Regions from separate parts of the Sus scrofa genome. Here region 2 is linked to region 1. The links are chromatin contacts, called in public HiChIP or PLAC-seq maps. All regions are on one chromosome and are shown on one strand. The core of a region is the stretch at or near the end of the contact, and the rest is flanking DNA. Distances in the headings are between cores, read along the strand shown. Region 1 overlaps LOC110255631 (a long non-coding RNA gene). Region 2 has its middle 60 kb from the start of HLX.

Evidence for each region. HiChIP or PLAC-seq counts read pairs in DNA pulled down with a chosen protein or histone mark.
Region 2: a contact with region 1 is called in an H3K27ac HiChIP or PLAC-seq map of skeletal muscle, with 6 times the contacts expected there. The contact joins two enhancer-like sites. A contact is called at or near these places in 2 of 47 Hi-C or Micro-C datasets (embryonic fibroblasts and epiblast stem cells) and 1 of 2 datasets of contacts at active chromatin or transcription factors (skeletal muscle).

Annotation. Positions count from the first base shown.
Region 1 is chr10:10,541,589-10,548,755 of Sscrofa11.1, forward strand. The region is part of intron 2 of LOC110255631 (a long non-coding RNA gene); the gene reads left to right. Among named protein-coding and RNA genes, the nearest start is that of HLX, 280 kb to the left of the region's middle. Within about 2 kb of position 3,808, at least 13 of the 83 cell types and tissues checked have an H3K27ac peak or open chromatin away from gene starts, as enhancers often do. A contact at or near this core is called in skeletal muscle, where this site is marked.
Region 2 is chr10:10,319,527-10,326,693 of Sscrofa11.1, forward strand. No RefSeq gene overlaps it. Among named protein-coding and RNA genes, the nearest start is that of HLX, 60 kb to the left of the region's middle. Within about 2 kb of position 2,510, at least 11 of the 83 cell types and tissues checked have an H3K27ac peak or open chromatin away from gene starts, as enhancers often do. A contact at or near this core is called in skeletal muscle, where this site is marked.

The DNA.
Region 1 (7,167 bases), core at 2,558-5,057:
CTCTCCTGCCCCTTCATACTGCATCCTAGCATTTATGAGATCACAGCCTGGAAGATGCTTTGAAGTGGGAAGAGTCAGGATTAGTCTGCTTGCACCTCTCCAGGGGAGCTGGGGCAGCAGAGACTCACGGACTCTTACACAAAATTTTGGGGCCAGATGCATTTCAGAATCTAGAATTTGGGGGTGTAGGAAAGCTCTGTGGTGCATGCATGATCTATTGCACTGGAACCCTCAGTGAGGTTTAATTCAACAACTGTAATAAATAGATGGATGTTTCTGTGGTGAAATCAATATTCTTACTAGGCCCCACAAATAAAGACTATAAATAGCCTAATGTCAGTTGGGATCAGGTTTCACTACCAAACTTGAGTTCAGATCAGGTTAAGTACTGCCACCAAATGAGTGATGAAAAAACCTGTGGGTTGGGAAAATGGACCAGGGGCTGTGGCTGAAGCTGGCACGTCTGCCCAGAGGATGGAACCCTGAGAACAAGCTTGTTTGACTCCACATTGTATAGTTTTGTTTCTTGCCTGCAACCCAGTCCCCTGCTCCCCTCCTATCCCATCCCCCCTCTGCCCGTGGGGAGATTTCCAGAGGGAACAAGCAGAACTCTCACTTCTCTCCCTTCACATTATTCAGCAGCATTTTAATCACCCCCCAGTCCTACCAGATAGGAGCAAGAGCCGAGATCACATGACACTTTGACCCGGAAGGAGGGTTATGGACACGCTGGCCTAATATGGTGACAAGGGACCAGCAAAGGGAGGACGGTATCTGTTTGCAGTTCGCCAGGAAAGGTGACAATTCAGTTATGGAAGATGGGTTTTATGGTTTGCTGCAAAACACCAATTCTGGCTCTTGGGGATGACCAAATTCATTGAGAAGCTGACTCTGAGGATAAAGCTAGATTTAGCTCAAAGTCTCAGGGAATGGTGTTTCAAAGCCAAGCATCATTTCCAAGAATTTGCAACTGTGACTTACCCCAGAGCTCACGGCAAAGCCAGATCCTTCACCCACTGAGCGAGGCCAGGGATTGAGTCCTCATGGATACTTGTTGGGTTCATTACCGCTGAGCCACAACAGCTAGAATCCCTTGAGAGCATGAGGGTCGAGTCCTCATGGGATGAAGCCACTAGACAAGAGCCAGAGAGAGGATGCTGTGGCAGTCACCTCCCCCGCGAGCCGGCAGCCGTCCCTGGGATCCAGGTCCACTCCCCATCCCCACTGCCATCTTTGCCAGTCTTTTCCAAAGGATCAGTGCAATGGAGACATGGCGGGGAGCTGGCAACCTTCAGTGGGCAGCCTGGAGACAGCGCTATGATTCAGTAGACGATTTGCCAACAAGAGGAAAGAATGACAGGGTTGGCCTGAATCTGACAATTCATCAGACTTTTTATTGAACACCTATTATGAGCTAGGTGCTAGCCACTAGCAGACTAATGGGCTCATCAAGTTCACAGATCTTCCCGCAGAGTATTCTGAGCCAAGGGTAGAGAGAATTAAAGGCATTTCCTCATTCTCTATGGTAAGACTGTACTTAACTTGCCAACTTGCCCCATTGGTTCTTCCTCCAGGTGGACCTACAACTGTAGGAGATAAACTGGATCTCCTCCAATCTTGATCAAACAGATCAATAATAAAGTGATTTTGAAGGTTATCATCACTTTTGTCCCCAAGTTATGTCAACCTACTGAGGACTGATTATCTGGGATCCACAGAGCCACCTTTTCTTTCTAGAATGCTGTCTGGCTCATTGCCTGACTCTGGGGTCAGTGCAGTGGTGGGTCTGCTGTTTGTAGAATATCCTTTTTAGAGGATTCTCTAAAGTCAGTAGATTCTAACTTTAGAAAGACAGACCTCATAGGAACCAGGTAGTTTATAATTTTTGTAGAAAACAGTATTTTAAAATTCTACTTTCAAAGCTATCCACCTACCTCCCTTTGACTAACTAAAGCATCTAGGGTTTGAGATAGATTTTAGGAAAAGTCTACATTTTATTTTTCTCATACTCTGATATATGGAGGGAATACTTTTGTCTAATTTGAGCATGAAAAAAAAATAGTGACGTTAATGTGTGTTCTGAAAATTATTAAACTATGTAGAATAAATAAGAGTGAGAAAAAAATAAGACCAACAAAACAGAAATGTTTGAGAAAACTTATGTGGGAAATACGGTCATATTTTTGTAATAAGGAAAAAATATTTATATAGTTAGTCCCTTTGGCCAGTTCTTCTATCATACAATTACCCTCTAATGCATTTAATGCATAAGTTCTGATTTTATAGGTCATATTTTATGACATGGACAGAGTTTTGAGAAGGATTTTTCTACTGAAAGGAATTTATAGTTCATAAAAATATTTAATTTTGAGGAGCCAGCTATTTAAAATCATCTGTACATGTACAAACAATAACAACAACAACCAAAACCCTGACTAAGGGAGGTGGGTAAACGTTGGATCTTTATTTTCAAATATAGGCCCGTTTAAGATGAGCCTGAACAAAGTAGCATTGGGTTGCATTTAGATTGTTGTGACATGTTTGAAAGCTGCAGAGAAAGTGTAAGAAATAAAGAAATGCTTTCTTTTCCCATTTAATTCTTTAAAAGCCTAAAAAAAAAAAAGTTGCTTTTTGACTGTCGGTCATGTTTTCGGCAGCCATGGAAAAGGGAAGCCTTTATGCCATTGTATGTTTAGTTCTTCACCAAGGGCGACTGCAGGAATGAGGAGAACATTAATCCTCATTTGCCCTCGAACGCGTCCGGGGTCCTGTGGTGCCAACGACATCAGTGCACCCCAACAACAATGACTTAGCCGAGGTTTCCCAAACACCTGGACTTTCGGCACCCAGAACCAAAGCATCTGGACCTCTGTTGGCCTTCACGGCTTGTCTTCCAAGTTTGACGTTGTGTCAGAATAAGAAGAGCTGCAGAGTACTTCCCCCGGGTGGCCCAGCCAGGCCAGCTATTTCACCTGCACTCGCTTGTTTACCCCTCAACGAGTGAATGAGTCCTGGGTGACCGGTACTTTCACTTGACAGACGAGGGTTCTGAGGCTCGGAGAGGGAGGGGCAGGTGGGGGGGGCACCCCTTTTTTGGTCTGATTATAAAGCGGAGGCTGAGAATATACCCCGTATTTGCTAAAACAACCACACGGGGTCAGAGCAACAGATGGTATATGTCCACGGTATGGCTACACCATGGAAAGAAAGGGGAACTGCGTAGTAGCTAATTTAAAACCCTACTCAGAAATGTCACCATCTTCAGGCAGTTTGCTCATCTGGGGGGAAACGGTCCTTTTCTTGAATTACCCTGGCAACACAGACACATTCACCCAATAACTGTCTACTCCACGTTTCACACTTTGGGCAGTAGCACCACAACTAAAATGACTTGCATCTGTTTTGTCAGGTTAAAGGATTAAGAAAACGGGAGGTGGGGGGAAGCACACAAAAGCTAAATGAATAAAGTTGAGACTGGATGCCCAGGTGCAAGATGACTATTCCAGTTCTTATTCGTACTTAAAGTAATTGTGAGCAAGTTATTTCATCTCTTAAGCCTCAGTTTTCTCATTTTTCAAACACGAATGAGTAACAAAACCTACTCAACGTACTTTCCTGAAGGATGGGATAAAATAATGCACGTAGAGTGCTTTAATGCAGTGCCTGGCTCAGAACAGGGTCTCAAAATGTTAGTTACTATTATTATCATAAATATTTGTTAGAACTTAAGCTGGTACGTGATGGAACTGGAATTCAGAACTACACCTGACGCTTAGCCCTGCCAGTAGGAGGCCACTGGCGGGTAGAGAAACCTCAGGCAGCTTTCGCCCTCTCTCCTTGTTTGTGTATCTTCCCGTTCACGGAAGAAGGCGAGCTCCGCTCCCTCTGCCGCGCCTGCCCCCTGCTGGCAGGGATGGGAACGACGCGGTGGGGGAGCTAGAAGTCCATTTACCTTCCTGCCTGCTGCTCCCTTTCACCTCTGCCAGGTATTCAGATTTCTTTCAATATTAAATCTGAATAACCCTAGCCTCCTATAAAAGGATGTGAGAGCATGAATATAATCATTGCCTCTTTAGTGCTGTAAAATTTTATGGTTATGTAGAAATTCAATGTTAAAAAAAAGCACACAAAACTATGATGAAATTTCTCTGGATAAATAATTAGTTATGCCCAGAGACACAGTGTGGGGGCAGTGTATTTTTTGACCTTTCAACACAGACAGATGGTTTACACATCTTCAGCAGTTAGAGCTTTCCGAGGAGCATTATATAATCTCAGTGCAGTTACCAAATGAAATAAGAAATTCCTCGTTTGGCAGATGGAGCTTGCATATCGAGTTCATAAACTTTAATACTTCTCCCAAGTCCAAAATCAGAGACAACCTGCACCAAGTCAGTTTCCCATTTGCACTTAATTAGGGAGTGTGTTTTGGAGGTCAGTGAAAATCAGTGGAGTACATTTTCATAATAACTTTCCTCACAATAAAATTATTTGGGAGGCAGCTCTCCAACTTCTTCTGGAATGAGGGCAAGAAAAACGGGGACACAGAGTGAAGTTATTGGAAACCTTATCTGGAACTGCCCAAAAAGTTGTCTGGGATCCAAAGAACACACAGTACCTTCTGGATCAGGGGAAAGGAGCCAAGCACTTTTATATTCCCAACAATTTTCATAACTGTGCAGTTTCACACAACTTTACGGATTCCAAACACTAGAGAACGAAAACCCTCTCGGGGTTGTCATCACGTTGCACTTAGTGGAGTCGAGGTAGCCAGTCTCCTGCTTATGGAGAAAGAGAATGTGTGGGCTAGAGGGATGGTAGGGAGTTAGGGCAGGTGACCAGACTGTACCTTAATGATCTTATGCAATTAAGTTTCCTAAAGATAACACAGTGAGCCCCGGACAAATTATATATCACTTTCTGGATGTGTGCTATCTTTGTAGCCATAGGAAAGTGTATTATGCTTGTGTTAGCCTTGTCCTAAAATATTCTAGAGAATCAGAAGATGAATTTTAAGTGACACTCTCCAGTAGGAAATCAAAGCAGAGAGAGTAAATGTCCTTAATGGATTAGGAAATCAAATTCTGATAGGTAAGGTCTTCAAATTGTTTCTTTTCCCATAAATTCCATTTGCTTTTTTTTTTTTTTACAATCCCCACGAATCCAGGAAGACACAGTCAAGATCCACAGTTACCGAATTGTGGTTGATAAGCTTTTATCATAATAAAATAATGATAAAAGAGCCTTTGGCTGTAATACAGTGAAAACACCTTCAACCTCACAGAGAGAATGCATTTAATTAAGCTTTTTGTCCTTTGCATAAACACACCTGTGTGCACACCTGAAGTAGGGTTGGTTACATTTATACTGTGTATTCTGTGATAAATTGTTCTGAGATGAAGTCTTGAGGCTTCTAAACCCAGCTTCCCTCAAAGGCAGTTCATATGTCAAGTTGTTGCATTCACCAAATGACTGAAGTGTAACCATAACCAACGTAGCATGACCAATGCATCAGAATGAAGGCGCTATTTCTCTTTCGTCTCTTAATTTGATAGTGATGATAACAGGGAATTTGTCATACTTCATTTCCAGTAGTGGGCAGATCATTCAGATTATGGCCTTTACAAATTACCTGTTTATAAATCACCCTCAGTTCAGTTCAGCTGGCAATTTTTTTTCTGTTCATGGAAGTTACCCGGTTGTGTGTATATGTGTATATTCATTCTATAAAGCCTTGATGCTTCAGGCTGCTGTTGTGCATCATGGGCTGTATGCTCAGCAGCCTCTAAGATAACCCTGGATGATTCCCGGTATTGAAGACTTCAGGCAGCTCTCTCCCTCTCAGCATGGGCTGAATTTACTGACTCACTGCTAGTGAATAGGAGATGCCCAAAGCAATGGACAAGCCGACCCAGGTTAGGCTGCGAAAGACTGGCTTCCACCTTGGATGCTCAGCTCTTGAGCTCTTTCTTGTAACCCACACACAGGGGAAGTATACGCCCATACTGTGTATGGCACCCTGGAGAAACCCGTATGGCAGAGAACTCATGAATCTGGCCAGCAGCCCCATGCGTGAGATTAGAAGTAGCTCCACCCACCCCAGCTGATGTCCTCATGGCACCTTTGTGAGAAACCCAGCACCAGAATGCACCCAGCTCAGCCACACCCAGATTCCTGACCAAAGAAATTGTGAGATATTATCCAAACTACTGACTTTGGGGGTTATTTGTTACACAGCAATTGATTACTAATGCATATTTCTATCTCTATTGATGGCTAAATATCACAGAGTATATTATTCTTAAACAGGGTCAGTGTTCCAGTACTGCCTGTAATGATCTATAGTCTTTTGTGGGCATGTAAGCCAGGCCTCTGTCCCATAGAAGACACATTCCTGTTGTGGCTCAGCAGGTTAAGAACGTGACGTTGTCTCTTTGAGGATGTGGGTTTGATCCCCGGCCTCACGCAGTGGGTGAGGGATCCAGTGTAGCCATGAGCTGCCTCGGTCACAGATGCAGCTCTGATTCAATCCCTAGCCCAGATACTTCCATATGCCATGGGTGCAACCTTGCAAAAAGAAAAGAAAAGAAAAGCTAGAGGTTTTTGGTTCTAGAGCTACTGCGCGTGTTATGCATGTATAGTGACAATGCCCGATTTTACGTGAGAGTTGGGTCATCCTCAGAATCGTAGAGAAGAGGAAAGTGACTGAACAATAAATGGAAGGAAAACTATTATTGAAGTGTTTTTAAAATGGATTTCTGATGACTTTTCCAGAATGATATTTTTCTGAGCATTTACAAAATTCCTTTTTGATAAAGTCAGGTCAGATTGTCTTTCTTCGATCCCTTAAACTATATATAGACTCAGTGAGAAGGGAAACGAGGCCTTTGATTCTGTCCATTCATTCTTGTACAAGACACAAGTGCGTCAAAGTGCCAGGAGCTTAGCCTGAAATAGTTTATTGTGAAATAGAATAACTCAGGGTGTTCTGTCCGAAGCAGATTTTTTTTTTCTTTAGAAAATTTAACAATAAATGTCTCAGGGTCAGAAGGATGCGGCTGATCAGTGCCCAGACCACTGAGATTGTAGCCGTCGCATTAAAGCTGTATTGTTTGTCCTCCCTCCATTTCCTCAGAGCCTCACAATAGCCTTTCCTCCCCACCCTGC
Region 2 (7,167 bases), core at 1,260-3,759, 220 kb before region 1:
AGCCCATGATCAATCCCCAAGTTGCTTCTCCTACACCCTGGGGATGTGCTCTGGGTATGGTTTGCACGGAAGAGCCATAGGGAATAGAGGCTTCGGTAGTGCTGCTATTTTTATAGGAAATTCAATTCTGGTTCTTGGCCCCAAGGGCCTTTCTCTCCCTGTATTGTCTGACTTTTGGAAGCTGTAGAAGGTGCTAACAGATACGCCCCAAGGAAATCAAATTCGGTGACAGAATCACCAGGTGCCAGGCAATGACCTTGAACAGGTCTGCCTGGGGCTGAGGTACACCAGGGCCTCGGAAGCGGATGATCCCGAAAATCCTGCAGCCAGCTGGGTCTTGGCACCTGTTGCCATGGCAACACTGCCTCCCGAGTTGTTGTCATTCCTCTTGGTCTGATATTGAACCCTGAGCCCCAGAACCCTCCCCTCATACCTTGATTTGGGTATTTACGAAGTTCCAGAACAGTCTTACCCTCTTGCCTCTGATGATTTCTCGTAAGATAAAAACAGATGCTCAGAAACAAAGTTTTTTTTTTTTTTCTATTTTATATCATTATATTTTAAGACAAATCTCTTTGGGTATTCAGACACTGCTCTCTACATCTGTTTGCATCATTTCATTTTCTGCCAAAAATTTGTACGCTCACATGATTTTAATGGGCAAAACTAAAGCTACAGTCTCCTCTCACACAAGGCAGGCCAGCAATGTTCATTTTCCACTGCCCCTTCTCCATATCTCTGTCCCACGAACCCCATCTAAGAGTTCTCTTTTATACCCTGGGGGGAAAACTTTATTTTTAAAAGTTTTTAATAGACGACTTGGGCTTAAGGGAAACCAACTTGCCTAAGAGCTCGGGTTTGATTTTCTTCTTGAGTTTGCTTTTTTTACTTTGAAGATTCCCCAGAAACATCTTCAGAAATAGGAATGCCTAAAATTTTATTTAACCCCCTCCCTCTCACTCTCTTTTTCCTTTTTAGGGCCACACCTGTGGCATATGGAAGTTCTCAGGCTAGCCACAGCAATTCCAGATTCTCAACCCACTGAGAGAGGCCAGGGATCGAACCCACATCCTCATGGATACTAGTCAGGTTCATTCCCGCTGAGCCACGACGGGAACTCCAAGGAGCATGTGGAAATTCTGTGGACCAGGGAATGGAGAGTTCTCGAGGCTTCCAGTTGGCTCAGCCACCTTCCTGTAAATGACCTTGGGTGAATCACAACTACTGTTGTGGCCTTTGTTTCTTCATCTGTAACTGAATGTTGGATTTGATCATCTGCAGGCTCCGTTTGAACTTTTACATTTTTTAAAAATCCTCAATGGCTGTCAAATTACTGAATGAATCACCCGGATTTAGAAGCCAAATGTTAACACTGAACACTTGGTGAACTTGGACGTTCTTTCGAAGAAGATTCTTGCTGCACAGAAAACTTACCGCTCCCTCCCAGCTTTAGATCTGAGACACCCAGAAGCTGTCACATTTTCAAGTGCGAATGGTTTGATCCCTAGCCTTGCTCAGTGGGTTAAGGATCCCACGTGGCTGTGGCTGTGGCATTGGTAGCAGACGTAGCTCCGATTCGACCCCTAGCCTGGGAACTTCCGTGGGTCACAGCCCTAAAAAGACCCCGCCAAAAAAAGAGCGAATGACCACACCCCTTCTTTTGTGCTCCCCACTATGCTGTGGAGACAGTACATTCTCATTTCATGGAATTAAAACCTACAGTCTCCTTTTTTTTTTCTCATTCGTGGCTTCCTCACATAAGCACCTGGGGAAAGGGCACAAGTGACTGGTCGAGAGCAAGTGCAAAATCACGTGATTTTCATAGTTCAAGTGAAAATATGAAGGTGGGATTTCCTGAATGAATCCAGGCAGCGATAGATGGGATGGGCGGGTGGCCGGGCTGAGATGGGCCACAAAAAGCCACAGCGAGAGGCAGCCTGGTGCTCCGGCCCTTCCCAGGGCTCTGCTTTTGCCCTGACTCCTGCTTTTGCTAGATTATCTCCCAGCGCCTCACACTGCATCGCAGCACACCGAGCCGTCTGGTCGTTAAGTCAATTCTTCCCTGTGAGTGGGGCCAGCGGATCAATGACTAGTTCTTTTCTCTTGGTGAGGCTGAGGGGCTATTAAAAGTGCTTCTAAGCACTTCGAATAAAGCAGTATGTGCCAGAAACCAGTGGGAAGCTGGCGGGGAGGCAGGCATTCCCAGGGCTAATTTATTGCAAGTCACACCCAGGAAATCCAGTTCATCTAAACAAATCCAGGGCCAGAAGTCAGGGCAGAGGGAGAGAAACTTGGAGCAGCCACAAAATCTTAAGTATTGCCTCGCCGTGTAAAGCAGGACCGGGAGATCCAGCGACTGGTTCAATAATTCTAGAACATAAACCCCTCAGATGACATCTAATCCAGCCATATCTCCCTCAATTATTTCACCCCAGCAGGGTTTACGTTCCCATCAGTACTGGATCACAGAGCTGTCAGCTGGCGTTTTTGAAGGGTGATTTGTTGCTCTGATGATGATACTGAAATCTGTTTATGGTTGTTTATCTAAGGGTCATCTTTCTTCTGAGGCAGTTTTCTTCTCCAGGGATTCGATTTGGGCAGCTCTCCTCAAGTCCCTAAAGGGAACAACTGTCAGGGTTTTATAAAGAGTAAATATTCCGTGCATGTTAATTTTATGACCTATGACTACATCATAGTTGCAGAGCCAACTCTGCTAATACTGACGCTTTATGCAGGGAAGACATTTTCCTGTTTACCCAGTGCATTCGCTTGTTTTATTTCATACGCTAATTGTACGCAGACAGTAATTCTACATTCAATTATCCTACTGCTAAAAACAATATGCTATAGACTGAGCTGTTTCCTATGTGCCAGACATTGTTCTAAGCAATAGTCCCAGGGCGTGGGTGCTCTTATCATCTCCATTTTACAGATGAGGTGATAGAGGCACAGAAAGGTTAAGCAACTCGCCCAAAGACACACAGCTGGCCATCCAGGCTTCTTGCTGAAGGTGGAGGCACGGTGTAGGGCTGTGTTTAGCAGAATCTTTAGGCGAAATCTCCATTAGAGCAGGTGCGAAGGAATATGTTACGTCCAGGGGAGTTTGGCAATAAAATCAGAAGGCTCATTCTTTCATTTAAATTGTGTTTTTTGTATTATTTTGGGTGACGCTTTTTGCTGACTTTGTTGTATTAAAGCGTAGTTGATTTACAATGCTGTGCCCATTTCTGCTGTACAGCAAAATTTGCAGTCTACAATACCTGGGTTTGTTTTATTCCGAACCAACACCCAATTTCTAAATAAAGCTGCAGCTCCAGGATGTACCTTGTTTATTCTGAGGTCCCTGGTTGCTCTGACTTATTACTCACTGGGCCAGGAGTTAGGGCAGAGGGAGAGAAGCCTAAGGCAGTCACAAAATAGTAAGGCTTGCATAGCTGGATAAAGCAGCATGGTGAGGTCTGATGACTGTTTCAATTATTATAGCATGTAAGCTCATTGGATGACATTTAATCCGGCCACTGGGAGTGTGTGTTACCCAGTTAGAGAATTCCAGGTGTCATGGAGAGATCACTGTGAGTGAGTCAGAAGAGAACCAGGGACTGGTTCCAGAGGTGCTGGTGGGTACCTCTGGGACCACAAACAAGCCACACGTGCATCCGAGCTCGGTTTCTCATGTGAGAAATGCAGGCTGCGTTGGAGCAGTGGTTCTTACACCACCTCCAGAAACTCCTCAGGGCCCTTGTTGGAGGGGGGGCGGGGGAGCAGAAGGTGAAGGCCCCTTATTGTCTCTGTTACAGACGTGTTTTGAGTCTTCTAGTAAGATTTATGTGGAGCAGTTGACTCTCACGCATTTCAAATATGTAAACAAAAATGTCTGGGAAAAAAGGCACAACCCAACCAGATTGTTTCTAAGGCCAGCGTAGTCCATGGATCTAGAAAGAATGGCTAAGCTCTCTGTGTTCCTTACGAGTCTCTTTTTCTTGGCCTGATCTATGTCCACTGGGGAAACGTCTTCACCGTGCGAATGGTGATTTAGTCATTGTGCTGTGTCACATTTTAAGCAATGTCCTCTGGCCTTTTCGTAGCATGGCCAAGCCTAGGCAATATGCTTTTCTTCTGGAAGTGGGACTGCGAGTCAGTTGGAGCATGATCCTTATGCCACTGTCTTTTTTTTTTTCCTTTCTTCTGTGTGCATGGCATGCATGCAGAATTTCCTGGGCCTGGAATCAAACTTGCACCACTGCAGTAACCCAAGCCACAGCAGCGGCAACACTGGCTCCTCAACCCATGGAGACCCCAAGAAACTCCTGCCTGTGTCTCTTTTTTTCCACATTTTTTTCTGTCTTTTTAGAACACCACATAGTTACATCTGATATTCGTTCGTTCATTCTGTTCATTCACTTCTTTGTTTGAAATGTCTTCATCCAGTAATAGTCTTTTTGGCCCAAGGACTATAAGGCTGGTAATCACCTGTCCTTCAGTAAGAAATGGCATAGGGAATTCTCAGACAGGTGGCTGACCTAGTGGGGACAGGAAAGCGTCTATTTGAGAATGTCTGGGGGCCTAGGACTACTGTTCTTGCCTGTGACAGTCGTAGAGACCTCTTGAGAGAGAGTAGGGCCTGTGCAAGCTGAATTCCTTCACACAGGCTGTGATCGATGGAAAACAGGGGAAGGAGCTCATGCGTGAAGCTGGTTTCTACCAACAGGTTTTTTGGAGGAGTTTTGCTGTTTTTGTCACTCTCCTGTTCCTGCTAAGTTGGAGAATGCATATGACCTCTTTATTTAGGACAGTCCTGCCTTACCTCTGTCATCTCAATGATTATGAGTTTTTGCTTTTTGGTTTTTTTTTTTTTTTTTTTTTTTTTTTGTCTTTTTGCCATTTCTTGGGCCGCTCCTGCGGCACATGGAGTTTCCCAGGCTAGGGGTCGAATTGGAGCTGTAGCCGCCGGCCTACACCACAGCCACAGCCACTCGGGATCTGAGCCGTGTCTGCAACCTACACCACAGCTCACAGCAACGCTGGATCGTTTACCCACTGAGCAAGGCCAGGGATTGAACTGGCAACCTCATGGTTCCTAGTTGGAGTCGTTAACCACTGCGCCATGACGGGAACTCCTACCGCCTTTTTTTTTTTTTTTTTTTTTTGGTCTTTCGATTATGAGTTTTATTAGGAATTTCTTCCTCTGATCTTTTATGTCTTTTTTTTTTTTTTTTTTTCTGCCTTTTCTAGGGCCGCTTCCTGCAGCACATGGAGGTTCCCAGGCTAGGGGTCCAATCAGAGATGTAGCCGCCGGCCTATGCCAGAGCCACAGCAACATGGGATCCGAGCCCCGTCTGCAACCTACACCAAAGCTCACGGCAACGCTGGATCCTTCGCCCACTGAACAAAGCCAGGGATCGAACCCGCAACCTCATGGTTCCTAGTCGGATTCGTTAACCACTGCGCCATGATGGGAACTCCCCTCTGGTCTTTTAATCAATAACTTCACCCTCCTCAGAGTGTCCTGGGATAGACAGTAGACAGCATGGTCACCTTAGCACTGAGAGAAGGGCCCTGGGGAGGCCTCTGCACCTACATCACGTTCTCTACCCAGGACCATGTCAGGAGGGCAAGGAATCTGGGGCGCTCCTCCAAAGGAGTGAAGGAAGCCGAGGAGAGGAGGAACAGACGTCCCGCTTCATCAGGAAGACAAGCTCATGAAATGCAAAGAACACAGTCTGTGGTGGGGTTGGAGCGACTGGTCGATCGGAGGAAGCTTTTCTCTTGGCTTGGGCTTTTAGGGTTGCCGAGAGGCTTCTTAGGGAAACAGAAATGGGACAAGAAGCAGGAAGAGTTTGGGGCTTCGCTCAGTACCCAGTTCTTGGTCTAACAGCACCAGAAGCAGAGCAGGTTTGAGGGGCATGAATGATGCTCGGAGGAGTCAGTTCTTCACTGGCAGGTGGACTTTGCCTTGTGACTAGGGATCGAGCTGTATCCTCAGCTTTCCGGGGGTCCATGAATCGGTGGAAATTGAATACAAAATTGTTGTGTATGTAGGCATATGCATTGTTCTGGGGAGGGGTGCCATAATTTTCAGTAGATTATCCAAGGACCCATGACACAAGAAAGTTCACTGAAATTATTGATTAATTAACAGTGTCAGGTAACAGTCAAGGTGGGGGAGGGGTAGTCTTTGACACCAGCTGGTAATTCTGGTATCCATTTTCTATATGCGCAGAGTCTTAGGACTTTTATTAGTGTTAACGAAATGAAAAGGTGGCATTTTCAAAATTGTATTCCTTTTTTAATGAGTGCTTTTTTTTTTTTTGCTTTTGAGGGCTGCATATGGCATACGGAGGTTCCCAGGCTAGGGGTCAAATCAGAGTTGCAGGGGCCAGCCTGCACCACAGCCACAGCAACATGGGATCTGAGCCCACAGCTTACAGCAATGCTGTAAAAAAAATTTTCCCATTGGTTCTTTAAATAACTATGTCTCATTTTGGTTTATTTCCATCCACTATTTCTTATAGAGTACTTATCTATACATAACTGTAGTTATAATACACACTACACACGTGATTTATATCTTACTTTTGCACTCATATATCACAAATATTTTCCATGATTTTTACCAAATTTGAAATAAATATAACTTTTAATGATTTAAGAGTAGTCTGCTGAAGTGATGTTCCATATTGTCTTATTTCCACTAGGGTTTAAGAGTATTTAAATTGCTGCGTTATGTCAGATATGCCTGTGTTCAGCTCTAATTGACGCTGAAGGCACTTTTCCAATGTGGTTTTACTGAATTACACTCCCAGGAGTGATAGTTACTCTGCTCCCAGTATTTAATAAAAACTTGATAATATAAAAGACCATGTGGGGTGGGGGGGAAAGTGAGAGAGGGAAGGAGGGAGGGAGAAAGAGAGGGAATGTCAATTAAAAGAGAGACCAGGAAATCTGTATTTGGAGTTATCGTATACACATATCGTATACACATAAAATTGTGATTAATATGCTTAGGAAAAAGGATACAGGATTAAGATTTTAGGAGTGAAATGTGACCTACAAAAAAAGAGATAAATATAAATTTGAGAACACTACAATATCTGAAGTTAAGAACTAAATAAATGATTTTAATCGTAGATTTAATATAGATGAAGAGGGGGTCAATGAGCTAGAAGA